Regions from separate parts of the Gossypium hirsutum genome. Here all the other regions are linked to region 3. The links are chromatin contacts, called in public Hi-C maps. All regions are on one chromosome and are shown on one strand. The core of a region is the stretch at or near the end of the contact, and the rest is flanking DNA. Distances in the headings are between cores, read along the strand shown. Region 1 holds the start of LOC107945390 (lanC-like protein GCL1). Region 2 holds the start of LOC107945391 (40S ribosomal protein S6). Region 3 holds the start of LOC107918118 (G-protein coupled receptor-associated protein LMBRD2B).

Region 1 (3,831 bases), core at 1,134-3,633, 150 kb after region 3:
GTGACTCTTCATAAACTTCCAATCTAGCCTCCAACACACCACGTAAAAACAACATATAATGTGCTAAGTTATAACACAACAGTGAAATTAAATCATACACAGAATGTAAAACATGCGAGCTTAAAAAAATAAACAGAGGAATGATTCACATATCACCTAAACAATGAAACTTAAGGGTTCGCATGAAAGAAATAAGCAGGGAATTTTAGGGTACGCATACTCAAACATAAATACAAGTACATAGCAATTATTGTTAAGGTTTGCACAGCAGCATAGGTTCGCATACATCTTATGGCATAGGTTCACATAACAAGGTGCCGACATAGAGCATGAGTTCACACAAAAAGCACGGGTTCGTAAAATATTAAAAGTTCTCATACTTCTTAAGTTCACATGTAAACATGTAAATATGGGTTTGCATACAAAATAGGCTTCGTAACAAAATGAGTCATTCATACAAGGGTTTTCACACATTTATAGGGTTAACTAAATGGTAGGTTATCACTTCTGAGGGTTCGCATGCATATTGGGGGTCGCAACATACAGAGGTCGCATGAAACAAAATTTTGCAACATAACTGACTCGCATGTGGGGTTAAGACATACTTGATAAAATTAAAACAATGTAATATGACACGCATGCAAGGAAAAATAAGGAGACATCAAACTTTATTTATACTGAGAAGAAAAAATTAGCAACAAGAGTTTGTTCTCAAGGATTCGCAGAATAAATAAAATTAAACTTAAGGAAATTGTTTCAATAACAATAGCATCTATAATAAAACTAAGCCCACACAATTAACCCCATCACCTAATGGTTTACTAATGTTTCAACTATATGCGACAGCCATACAAGGCCTTCCTCTCACACCTCATTGTTCTTATGTCTTTTAACATCCTTACTCTTCAACAATCGTAACATACAGAGCTATAAGACTTACCAGAAGTTTGAATCATCCACTGATTAAAAAAATCTTAGTTCTAACTTAACAAAGAAGAAGAGAACATTTAGGATAGAAAGAAGAACCAGAACATCAAGTAGAAAGAAAAACCATCTCCAAAGTCCCCCTCCCCTTTCACCTTATATATACTCTCTGTCCCCCTGGTTTCCCTACCAAATCCGAAGGTAGGAAAAAAAATTTCCGATGAAGATCCACATTACTGTTTGACCAGCCATGGGAAGGGTCCCAACTTATCCTGTTACGAGAACCAATTTGAACAGTGCTCATGCAAACCAGTCCTACTACACTTTGGCAGTGACTCGTGTATAGCGTGGACTTAAAGACAATTAAGTCTCCTACATCTTTCTCATACACTTGGTAGGCTTTTCATACTCAGCCAAAACTCTGGGGTGTACTCTTCCTTAGGCATACTCTTTCTTCGCTTAAAGATACCCTGTAAATAAATCCTTAGATACTGCCAATGGGCGGATACTTTAACGCTAGTATGAGCCAATGCTCTAACTCGCTAGCGAGTCAACAAGGTGGCGAATTATACTATTATAGTGTGGCAGAACAGTTTACATACATACCTTACTCACCTTTTTGAATCATTATTTTTGGGTGTGACAAATCTTGCCTTTTCTATTAATTAACAAAAACATTTTAGGTTGACTTCTTTTTTATTAAACAATTGAAAACGATTAAAATGCTTTTGAGAAAATCAAACTAATGAATCAAAGCGACCTTAAATTTGCAACTTTTACGTGGACTCATGGCAAATTAGAACCTTTTATAAACGTAAAGCTAACAATTTATTTTCTAGTATATGTTGTGTATCCTTGTGTGGGATTGGCAAACGTGATGAATGCACATGGAAGTGAAAGAGAGGAATATTCAAAACAATGGGATTTCTTAAGAAAAATTATGGTACAAACATCAATTTAATTGATCTAATTCAGTGCGTAATCCATGACTTGTAAGTAATAAATTGGCATAGGTTTCCATCCATAGATCCGTTTTTAGATTAAAAGTTAAAGTGCATATGAGATTTGGAAAATCTGTCAATGAAAATATTAGATCTAAATTTGTTTTTCTTTTAAATGATTGAAGGTTAAGATTAAAAAAAAAGATATCGTGGCAATACCTAAGACGTTAAATGCATTCTAATATATGTTCAAAAAGTTCAATACTTTATCATATCATATAGTTCTTCTAATATATGGGAGATATTATATTATATATTTAACGTCATCAGATTTTTCGTTTTTTTGTTAAAAACATTTTTCAGAAACAATTCACTCCGATATTTTCTTAAAACTAGAATAGGTTCAAAATCATAAATTTTCTCACGTTTTCTATTGTACCCGAATCATAACAACTGGCCCCACCTTATCCTACCGTCTCTATGATCTTAATAATGGTCAATCTTTTTATTAAAACGCGAGACACGTGGGAATCAACGGTTAAGTATTTTAATCTAAGGAATATCCTAACGACACGCCACGTGCACCAACCTCCATTTGCGTGTGCTGAACCGCCATTCCACACAATCACAGCCCAACACAACAACACCTTTGGCGTTACCCTTGGCATTGGCATCTCATTCCATTCCTTCTTTTCTTATTTATTTTTCTTTGGTTGCTAAAGAAAGTTGGAACAAAAGTATCAAAAGCCTTCCAAAAACCAGACATCAATCAATGTCTTCTGTAATGGAGTTAACAGCATCTCAAGAAAGCCATGAAGAGGGTAAAAATGAACGGTTAGATAATTTTCTTAACATGGATCCGACGCTTTCTAATACCTTGTCACTCTCTGCTGATACTTTCCTTAAAGCTGCCATGGCTCTCAAGAACCAGGTACGCTTGTTTCTTTTTTTTTAGGACAGAAAATTGTTCTTGCATTTAAACCTCTGTCTATGTATCATGTCATGGTTAAGATACAAAAATTGCTAACACGAGGACTGGTTTTTATAAAGGTTGTTTTAGTTACTAGGGAGGACTGAGAAGTTTAGTTTTTCTTTTCTTTTGGGGGGTTTAGGTAGTGCAGGTTACATGGAAAGGAAGAGGAAGTGGCGGCGGCGGGTTGGGTACGGGAATAGACCCGACTGTTTATACGGGTCTGCTGGGGACAGCTTTCACTTGCTTGAGATCTTACGAGGCGACTGGTAATCGGCAGGACTTGCTATTGTCCGCTGAGATCGTTGACACGTGCCTCTCAGTCGCACGTGCCTCCCCTAGGTATGTTCTTTCTGGTGGTTATTTAGATTATATCTATATTTTTCTTTCGTCATGATTTGATATCTTAATTTGAGGAGTAAATATAGTTATTAAAATTTATAATTATTCTTGGTGAGATGTAATTTACATTATTAATTATTAAATTATTGGATAAAATTTTGTTTTAAATTATTGAATTATTTAGGAAAGGGAAGCCGTGGTGATTTTACCTAATAATGCAGCAGCTGCAGCACACTCTCCTATTCACTTTTTATCTGTTTTGGTAGAAAAATATCATAGAGAACCAAATCTTAGAATACAACAAAACTACGGATATATTTTTGTACGGCATCTTTATTTTAATCTTTAAAAAAGAAAAAGGTAAAAGGACACATGGTCTGTGAATATAGAATTTCGCTTTCTATAATCAGTAGGGAGGAGGAATGGATGTTTTAAGGGATGGATACTGATTAATTTGGATACAAACAGTTAATAATTGTTGTGTTATTGGTTCAAGTCATTTATTGATAGTATATCATTTCAAATATATTTATGCTAAGGGTGTATTGATACTGTTTTTTTTATGTCAACATAAAATTATGTTTGTTTTTTTTCTTTTTGCAGACACGTGACATTTTTATGTGGTAGAGGAGGGGTGTATTCACTTGGAGCAGT
Region 2 (3,824 bases), core at 616-3,115, 190 kb after region 3:
AGTGTAGGTTTCACATGGTCTGAGACATGGCTCGCGACACGGTTGTGTGTCTCAAGTCAGTATGTAACACGGTTTGGCACACGGCTTGTGACATGACCGTGTGACCCAACATCGAATACACACGGTTTAGGACACAGCCTGTGACACGACCGTGTGACCTTATTTTGAATACCCGCACGGGCAGACACACGGGCTGGGATGTGTATCTAGACTTCGAATGTTCACACATTCTGGGCTATGTCAAACGGCCTGTGGCCCATAGGCCGTGTGACCTCTGTTTCCAAAAAACTTCAAGTTTTTCCAGAATTTTTTGATTTGTTTCGATTTGATCCCAGATTGTTCCCAAAATGTTTCTAGGGCCTCGTAAGCTCGATTTAAGGCCTGTATTTTTGCCATGATTAGATTCAATTTTTATATGTTAACATTTAATTTGTATATGTTTTTCTATTGTGAAGTTAAATGTTCTGTTTTGCTCAGTAATACTATGTAACCCTAATATGGCAACGGAGACGGGATAAGAGTGTTACAATCATAGAAAACTTCATAATGATCAATTGAGAAAAACTGAAAATGCATGCTTATGCCAATGCAGTATTTTTTAGAAAAACATAATGCATAATTTTTAGAAAACTTCTTACCCAGCTTTGCTGCACACCAAATTAGAGTTCCCTAGAACTTGTCCATCCAAAAACACACTAACAATTAATTGTGGACAATGACACAGAGTTGCAGTTAAACAGTCATATCAAATATATGTGGTCACACTACTATATTGTAGTCAAGATGTTAGAACAGATATGTGTGGTTGAGCCACTATAATTGTAAACAAGCTGCAAGACAGAAATGTGGATAAACCACCAGATAGTGTAGATCATTAAACTACCAGAACTTCCTCCTTACCATATTATCCCATCCCCATGCAATGTGACATGGCATGCAAATACAGAATCTGAATGAAAAGCATGTATGACATGCAGTTGTACAATAACAAAAATCAGAAGGCATGGAATTCCATGATTTGCAGAACAGATGTGTCACAAATTCAACATAAGCAAAATAATTTCACCCTAACGTCACATCTCCCTCTGTCCCATCTGCAAACTCAACTTCACCTACTACCCCAATTCCACTAGTGGCCACTGAAACTCAGCTATCCTTTGGCACTTCTCATCAGAATCCCATGAAGCAGATAACTCAATATTTGTAGCAGGCCATTGCTTGCCTTGCTACTCCACCGCCTCATCTGACCATCACCGCTACTCCTTTGGATCAGGCCTCTCAGTAGCAACTTTTTGGGTCCCAGCCACATGTTACTGAGATGCAAGGAAAGATGTGGCATTTGGAGGAACAACTTTCTCAGCAATAGCGTCCTTTTTTGGTGTTTTAACGATTTTACTATTATTTGATATTTAGTTGTACTTATGAATGCTTTTTACCATGGTGTTGAATATCATATTTATTTTTCTATGAAAATAAATATAAAAAAAATGTGGTATGTACAAAAGGTATCGATTTTTTAGAAATTAAAGCGATGAATTTTTTGAGCAAAAAATAGAAATTTACAATATGTCCATCTTTTAAATATTGTATACTGTACAAATATTTTTAATTATAAATATGTTATATTTTAATTGTTTTTAATAATAATTACTTATAATAATCACAAATTAAACCATGAAATATTTTTTGGAAGTAAATAATTAAAATACTTAAGTATATATATTCAATGGGTAATGCATGCAACTTAAAAATCAAGTTAAAATTAAAAAAAAAAAAGACAGTGGATTTTTTTCAAATAAAGAAAGAAAGGCCCATGAAAATTGTTTCTGGACATATAAAAACTCATGAATAAAAGAGTGTAAGTAGTTTGGTCCAAAGAAGACAATTTCACAGGTGAACCCAAATCACAAACTTAAAACATGGACCCATAAAAGCCCACGTCTATGAATCTGGTTCGATTCAGACAAACTTAACAGGTTTCCACTACAACACCAAATTATTTCTCTTCTATATATAAAAATATCTGCAAAAACCCTAACTCTTTATAACTAAACCTTAGAAAAAAGTAGACCGGCGGCAGTCCTCCCCCCCCCCTGAGTTGTAGCCAACAAGAACACCCGTCACACAAAATGAAGGTTTCTCTCTTCTTCTTTTTTTTCTTAATATAAGAAAAAAAATGATATATGAATCTTTCTATGGTTTTGTTGTTGATAATTTGTTTGTGTGTTTCAGTTCAACATTGCAAACCCAACCACTGGTTGCCAGGAGAAGCTGGAAATTGACGATGACCAGAAACTGTAATTTTACTTTTCTTTTATTCTTTTTGGGGCATTTTAAAGATTTTCTTGTTGATGCTTTTCAATTTGAATAGCAGGGCTAAAGCCAATGCTTGTAATTTAACCAAATGAAAAACATGACTTCCCTTTAGTTATTTTTGGCCATCTGCAGTTAGGGACATTATATGTTTAGGTTTGATATACTAGGTGAGATTGCATTTTGTAGAGTATTTAGAGAATATGCGGAAAAAAACAAGTTAGAAACAAATTAGAATGTGCAGTGTTTTTTTTTCTCTAACGGAATTTGGATTTTGTGATTTGAGGCATAAATTGTATGCAACAATGAAACAGTGGCCAAAAAGAATCAAAATCTTAAAGGGTTTTTCCTTGTTCTTTAAAAACTTTGGTTTTAGCTTATTTAGATATTGTTAAAGGGTAGGGCAATTTTGATGAATGTTGCCTCTTGCTTGTAATGTTGAAACTTCATTGATGGTAGTTTTCATTATATTTGTAGTGATATTATGTTGTTCTTAGTTTCTTTTGAAACTTCATTTTGTCTACAATGGCTGTTTCTTCTCTAAATTCCATCTTTGATTACCTAATGTGAAGAGAACAGAAAGGAAATATAACTGATACTATCACTTGTGGTTATACATGGTTTGACTGTGATTGTATTCAAAAGCATGTTTTTGCTGTCTTTTTGCAATGCGTGTTATATTTGTTCCTTACAGACACCTTGAACTGCAGCCGAGCCTTTTTTGACAAGAGGATCTCACAAGAAGTCAGTGGTGATGCCCTTGGCGAGGTATGTTTTTAAGCTACTTCTTATCATATCTTTGTCTCAAATTTCTGCTAGCACATCTGCCTTCTTAACCGCCATTTGCTCTTGTTATCATTTAACAGGAGTTTAAGGGCTACGTATTTAAGATCATGGGAGGCTGTGACAAGCAAGGTTTTCCTATGAAACAAGGAGTTCTCACACCTGGTCGTGTTCGTCTGTTGCTTCACAGAGGTCTTTGGAGTCTACAAAATTATTCCCCCTTTATTTGTATAGAAATGTTTTTCCATTATGGATTCATGATTTTTATTGAATGGTTGTCTTCTTCTAAACAGGTACTCCTTGCTTCCGTGGGTATGGGAGGAGAAATGGAGAGCGTAGGAGGAAGTCAGTTCGTGGGTGCTTTGTTAGTCAAGATCTTTCAGTTCTGAACTTGGTTATTGTGAAGAAGGGTGAAAATGATCTTCCTGGGTTGACTGACACTGAGAAGCCAAGAATGAGGGGTCCAAAGAGAGCATCAAAAATCCGGAAGTTGTTCAACCTCTCTAAGGAGGATGATGTTCGGAAGTATGTTAACACTTACCGCCGAACCTTGACAACCAAAAACGGTGTGCAAAATATTTATCATCGTTTCAAGTTGTGAGGGGAAGAAAATTTTTATTTGTGATTTGACTTATTTGAAAATCAATTATCGGAATGCAGGTAAGAAAGTGAGCAAGGCTCCCAAAATTCAAAGGCTGGTGACTCCATTGACATTGCAGAGGAAGCGT
Region 3 (4,336 bases), core at 1,153-3,652:
ATAGTCCATATCGTTTTCTCCTAGCAGACCACCTTGTGGCTTAAAAGACAGGTCTTCCCTAAACTGGAGAAAATTTGGGATACATAAAGTCATGCAACATTCCAAAAAAGCGAACCTTGTTCATAGAAATGTTTGTGAAAAAATGCAAAGAGATACCATTTGAGCTAACATATTATCAATAACATCCATGTATGGTCTCAAAGGATCACGCTTGGACATCTGATTGGATGTTGCTTGGGCAACCTGATGTAAGAAATAACCAGTTAGACAAAAAACATAAGGATTAACTTTGAATAATCAAAGAATGTTTAACCTCTGAGGAAAAATTGGAATGTTGATAAACTGATTGATGAAAGCATGAGGAAACTTCAAATGTTTCATTTACAAAAATCTAAAATTGAACAAATATACATGTCCTCTTATCACGACCGTGTACACGCGTATGGTTGAGACTGAATTACAGTGAGATCCTGACACTAATATGCGCATGTTTTAGAGCCACACATTATTCTACAATGATACACACACAATATATATATAAATATATATGCATAAATTATTTCAATGAAGGCAGGTGTGCATCATATGGGAAAGATATTTTAAAACTTTAATGGGGCCAACAAATACCACAATAGCATTTGAAAGTTCTTGATATGTTTCATCAAGCTTCACAGTCATTTTAGCAATTTTATGAGAAAGAACTTTTTGCCAGATGGTCCAATCTGCATTTCTCCAAAGGGTCTTTGGAACTTCACTAAAACCAAAACCAAGAACAAATGCACCTATAACAAGCCCAAAAGTATTCGACAAAGCCATTGCTAAACCAAGGATCCCAACACTCCCGTCAACATAAACTTATCAAGTAACAGAAAATAAGAATGTGTCAGTTGACAAGAAAGGGAAAGTTTCTAATGCCCACTTTTCTATACTTTATATAATCTATCACTTCAAAAACATCTGCATGCAACATATCTGATCTAGAAAAGAAATTTCAGCAAATAGAATATGAACAGGGATGAAAAGAAATCCAAAGTCTTAAGAGAAGATATAAAAACATGATACAATTTCAAATGTAATTCAAACCTTAAGAAGCATCCAAGAACATATCAGAAGGACTATAATAAAACGAAGAAAAGTAACAATAAGTAAAGAAAGACAAGCGAACCAGTTCCTATTCATCAAGATGAGGAGAATAAGTCCTACAAGGCCAATAGAACACACGACTGAATAGAAGACTAAATTGACACGCACACTAGTCTTCAATCTTTCAGTCACAGAGAAGTCTCCAGCATCTTCAAAACCCTGAATAAGGGGCACCACAACCTTGCTTAAAGATAACATAATTTAATTATATGAGGAAATGCACCACAATCTGCAAAACCATATAGAAGAGTCATCTCTATTCGCAACAAAATAATCCCACAACTTAACATAAATGAAAATACAACAAATGGATAAGTACAACCACCAGTAATTGTCATTTCAAGCCCACATGAAAAAGTTGTAATAAATCACAACAATATGAATACAGTGCACCACCTTTGAATTATTTTAACCTTAGCTTATAAAGTAGAATCTAAAAACTTGAAAACCTATATCCATCCCGAAAGAATTAAGAAAGTTCATTTACAGGAACTACAATCAATTGTGCCACTAAAGAAAATTGATCTAGAATACTCTAAATGGCATATCCCCGTGAATTTTAGTTCAACAAAAAAGGCATCCATCAATAGAGAAACCAAATAAACTAGTGCGAAATTAAATGAAGAATGAAACGTACCATGTAAGGAGAAAAGTACCCCAATAAGACCAACTCTAAAAAAACGAGATTCCTCCATTTTCAATATCATTATCTGGGTTCGATATCGTCTGCACTAATTTAACATTATTATTTTTAATTTGTCTAGCCTAACTTATTACAATATTAAAAAAGAAAGAAAGATAGATCCAACAAATAAAGTACATTTCCGAACGGAATTAAAAAGAACAAAGAATTACCGTTCAGATATCCGCGGGGACGAGGATGATAATGGAAAGAGAACAGAACCAAGCGTATTCGACGGTGAAGAGGACGTAACGAGGGACATCCGGGCCAACGAAGTACCTCAAGGTGAAAATAACCATCCCTAAGGTTAAAGGCAGCGAGATCAAGTAAAATACCCACATATCCCCTTGCCTTTTCCTCTTCCACGGATTTTCTTCTATTGAAATCATAACCAGTCATGGTGGTTGCTTCTTTCTATCGATCACGGTCGATCGCGGTGGTTGCTTTGTATTGTGCTCAACGCTTCGTGCGGGATTACGTGCGGTGTGGGGCAAGGCGTTTTGGGACTAACGTTGCTTTAGGCTTGGGAGATTTAATTAACCTTTAGATGGGCTGATTTTCGTGATTGGGGAAAATTTTGGGCTTTATAAATGAAAAGGAAAAATGAGAACAAGACATGATCCGATAGAGATTTAAAAATCCGATAAGGGATAGAATCAAAGATGTTTCATATTTTTAAACTGTTGCCAATTGATGTTATTATTTTATTTTTAAAAAACTTATACTTTTGCCGGTAAGTTTTAGCTCAATTGGCATGGGTATTATTCTTAATGCAGGAGGACGTGGGTTTTAATAGGTTGAAACGCATTATTCTCTTATTTATGGGTTGAGGAGGGGCTAGCATATATGATCAGAACTTGTAATATAATTGTTCAAAAAAAATTATCCTTTTACGTGGTTTTTTATATTATTTTTTATAATATATGTAGTTAGGTTTTCAGAATACTATCTCGATATTTATAGGTATGGAGTTTGTTGAGATTTTTCTACTCGATCAAGTTTTTCACATCCTATTAAAATCAATGTAATTATTTTGAAATGATCGCAATACCTCAACACCTATGAATGTCGAGATCCTTATACAATATATAAACAATTATATTTATTAACAGTAATAATGAATTGCAATGAATATTAATATACATCAACATACCTCTTCATCGACTTGTTGATTGATTTCTCATCACATCCAAATAAAGTCCTTTCAATAATGTGTATGACCCAAACAACCCCTAAGTTTGTTTAAATATTTAATGCAATAGGTGATTATGAATATTGATAATTGAATACACCTTAAGATATTGTACATAATTATACTTTTACCTTCTATTTAGAGGGAACTCTCATGATTAGGTAGAGATGGGCCCTAACCATGTTATCTTTATCCATGCCCATGTTTGCTGAAGCAGCCAACAACCATTTATCTCATCAATCAATTCTCAAGTTGTCTTATGGAGCACCCGATACAAATACATCAAATTCGCTAAACCCAATTGAATCGATTGATCATCCAAGAAAACTCTAGTGAGGAAGATACATGGACCTTATTGCTAGCCTTGTTTGGCAACAAAATTCCTCTTAACATCCAAAACATCTAAGCTTTTATAGATTGATTCATCTCCTCCACAGTTGCAAATTGTGAAGGGGATAGTTTGATAAACCTCTCAAATCATGTGCATTTCACACAATTGTCATCTAATTCTTCTTGTCCTTATCCTTAAACGGGATGACACCCAACAAATGATGGTACTTGTGCTCCACGTTGATGCTACTAGCTTCGATTAAGCGACATCCTCTAGTATTATAGTCACTTCCCCACGTGAAACTGTAATGAATGTGTTTTCGCCATCCGTTTTTCTAACAAGACGACAAGTGACTTCAGTAATTTTATACTATGTTGAGCATGAACAACTTGGTCGTGTCACTGTTTAGAATTTTACAAAAAAAAATTGTTAATATTTAATTTCACAAAATCTTGAAAACATTTCTACAAAAAAAAATAATTTACTTGCCAATTTTACCATATTGGCGGCATCTTTTGCTATATGTTTTATTTTAAACCTTAAATCAACCATTTCTTTCCTAAAAAAAGAAAAAAAATTTAAGGGTTTGAGAGGATTTTGGTTGAAAAAAAGAAAAGAGAGGAAATAATTGAGTATTTATAGAGTGAAAGTCGACTCTCATGATTGTCAACTTTCACTTATTAAATAGGTTCGTTGAGACAACGGGTAAATAAATTCTCTAGTTAAATTTCGCAACCCTAAACTCGACATCTAAGAGAGTTGAGATACTATTGGATGCACATTATAGTACTTTCCTCATTGCATGCAAGCTCGGACTCTTATGATAATTTGATAATCTCCTGAATTTGACATTCATGGATGTAGAGGTATTTTTTTAAAAAAATGTATTATAATAAATAACTTTTGAATATAATTATTTAGATAAATAATAAAATAATTTTATATTTAAGTAAAAAACTGCTTTTATGTTATTCTCTCAATATTTGAT

What was found. A called contact is a pair of places that touch in the nucleus more often than the background predicts.
Region 1: a contact with region 3 is called in a Hi-C map of leaf, with 1.8 times the contacts expected there. The contact joins the promoter of LOC107945390 here to the promoter of LOC107918118 in region 3. A contact is called at or near these places in 3 of 34 Hi-C or Micro-C datasets (callus and leaf).
Region 2: a Hi-C map of leaf shows a contact between it and region 3, with 2.9 times the contacts expected there. The contact joins the promoter of LOC107945391 here to the promoter of LOC107918118 in region 3. A contact is called at or near these places in 6 of 34 Hi-C or Micro-C datasets (callus, hypocotyl and leaf).

What each region holds. Positions count from the first base shown.
Region 1 is chrD12:22,074,963-22,078,793 of Gossypium_hirsutum_v2.1, reverse strand. It overlaps LOC107945390 (lanC-like protein GCL1), which reads left to right and starts at 2,383. Exons shown (of 5, transcript XM_016879374.2): 1 at 2,383-2,796; 2 at 2,978-3,177; 3 at 3,781-3,831. The coding sequence starts at 2,638.
Region 2 is chrD12:22,041,216-22,045,039 of Gossypium_hirsutum_v2.1, reverse strand. It overlaps LOC107945391 (40S ribosomal protein S6), which reads left to right and starts at 1,865. Exons shown (of 6, transcript XM_016879375.2): 1 at 1,865-2,135; 2 at 2,233-2,297; 3 at 3,024-3,081; 4 at 3,180-3,288; 5 at 3,390-3,662; 6 at 3,757-3,824. The coding sequence starts at 2,130.
Region 3 is chrD12:22,226,722-22,231,057 of Gossypium_hirsutum_v2.1, reverse strand. It overlaps LOC107918118 (G-protein coupled receptor-associated protein LMBRD2B), which reads right to left and starts at 2,402. Exons shown (of 9, transcript XR_005922032.1): 1 at 1,999-2,402; 2 at 1,781-1,869; 3 at 1,166-1,372; 4 at 157-243; 5 at 1-63.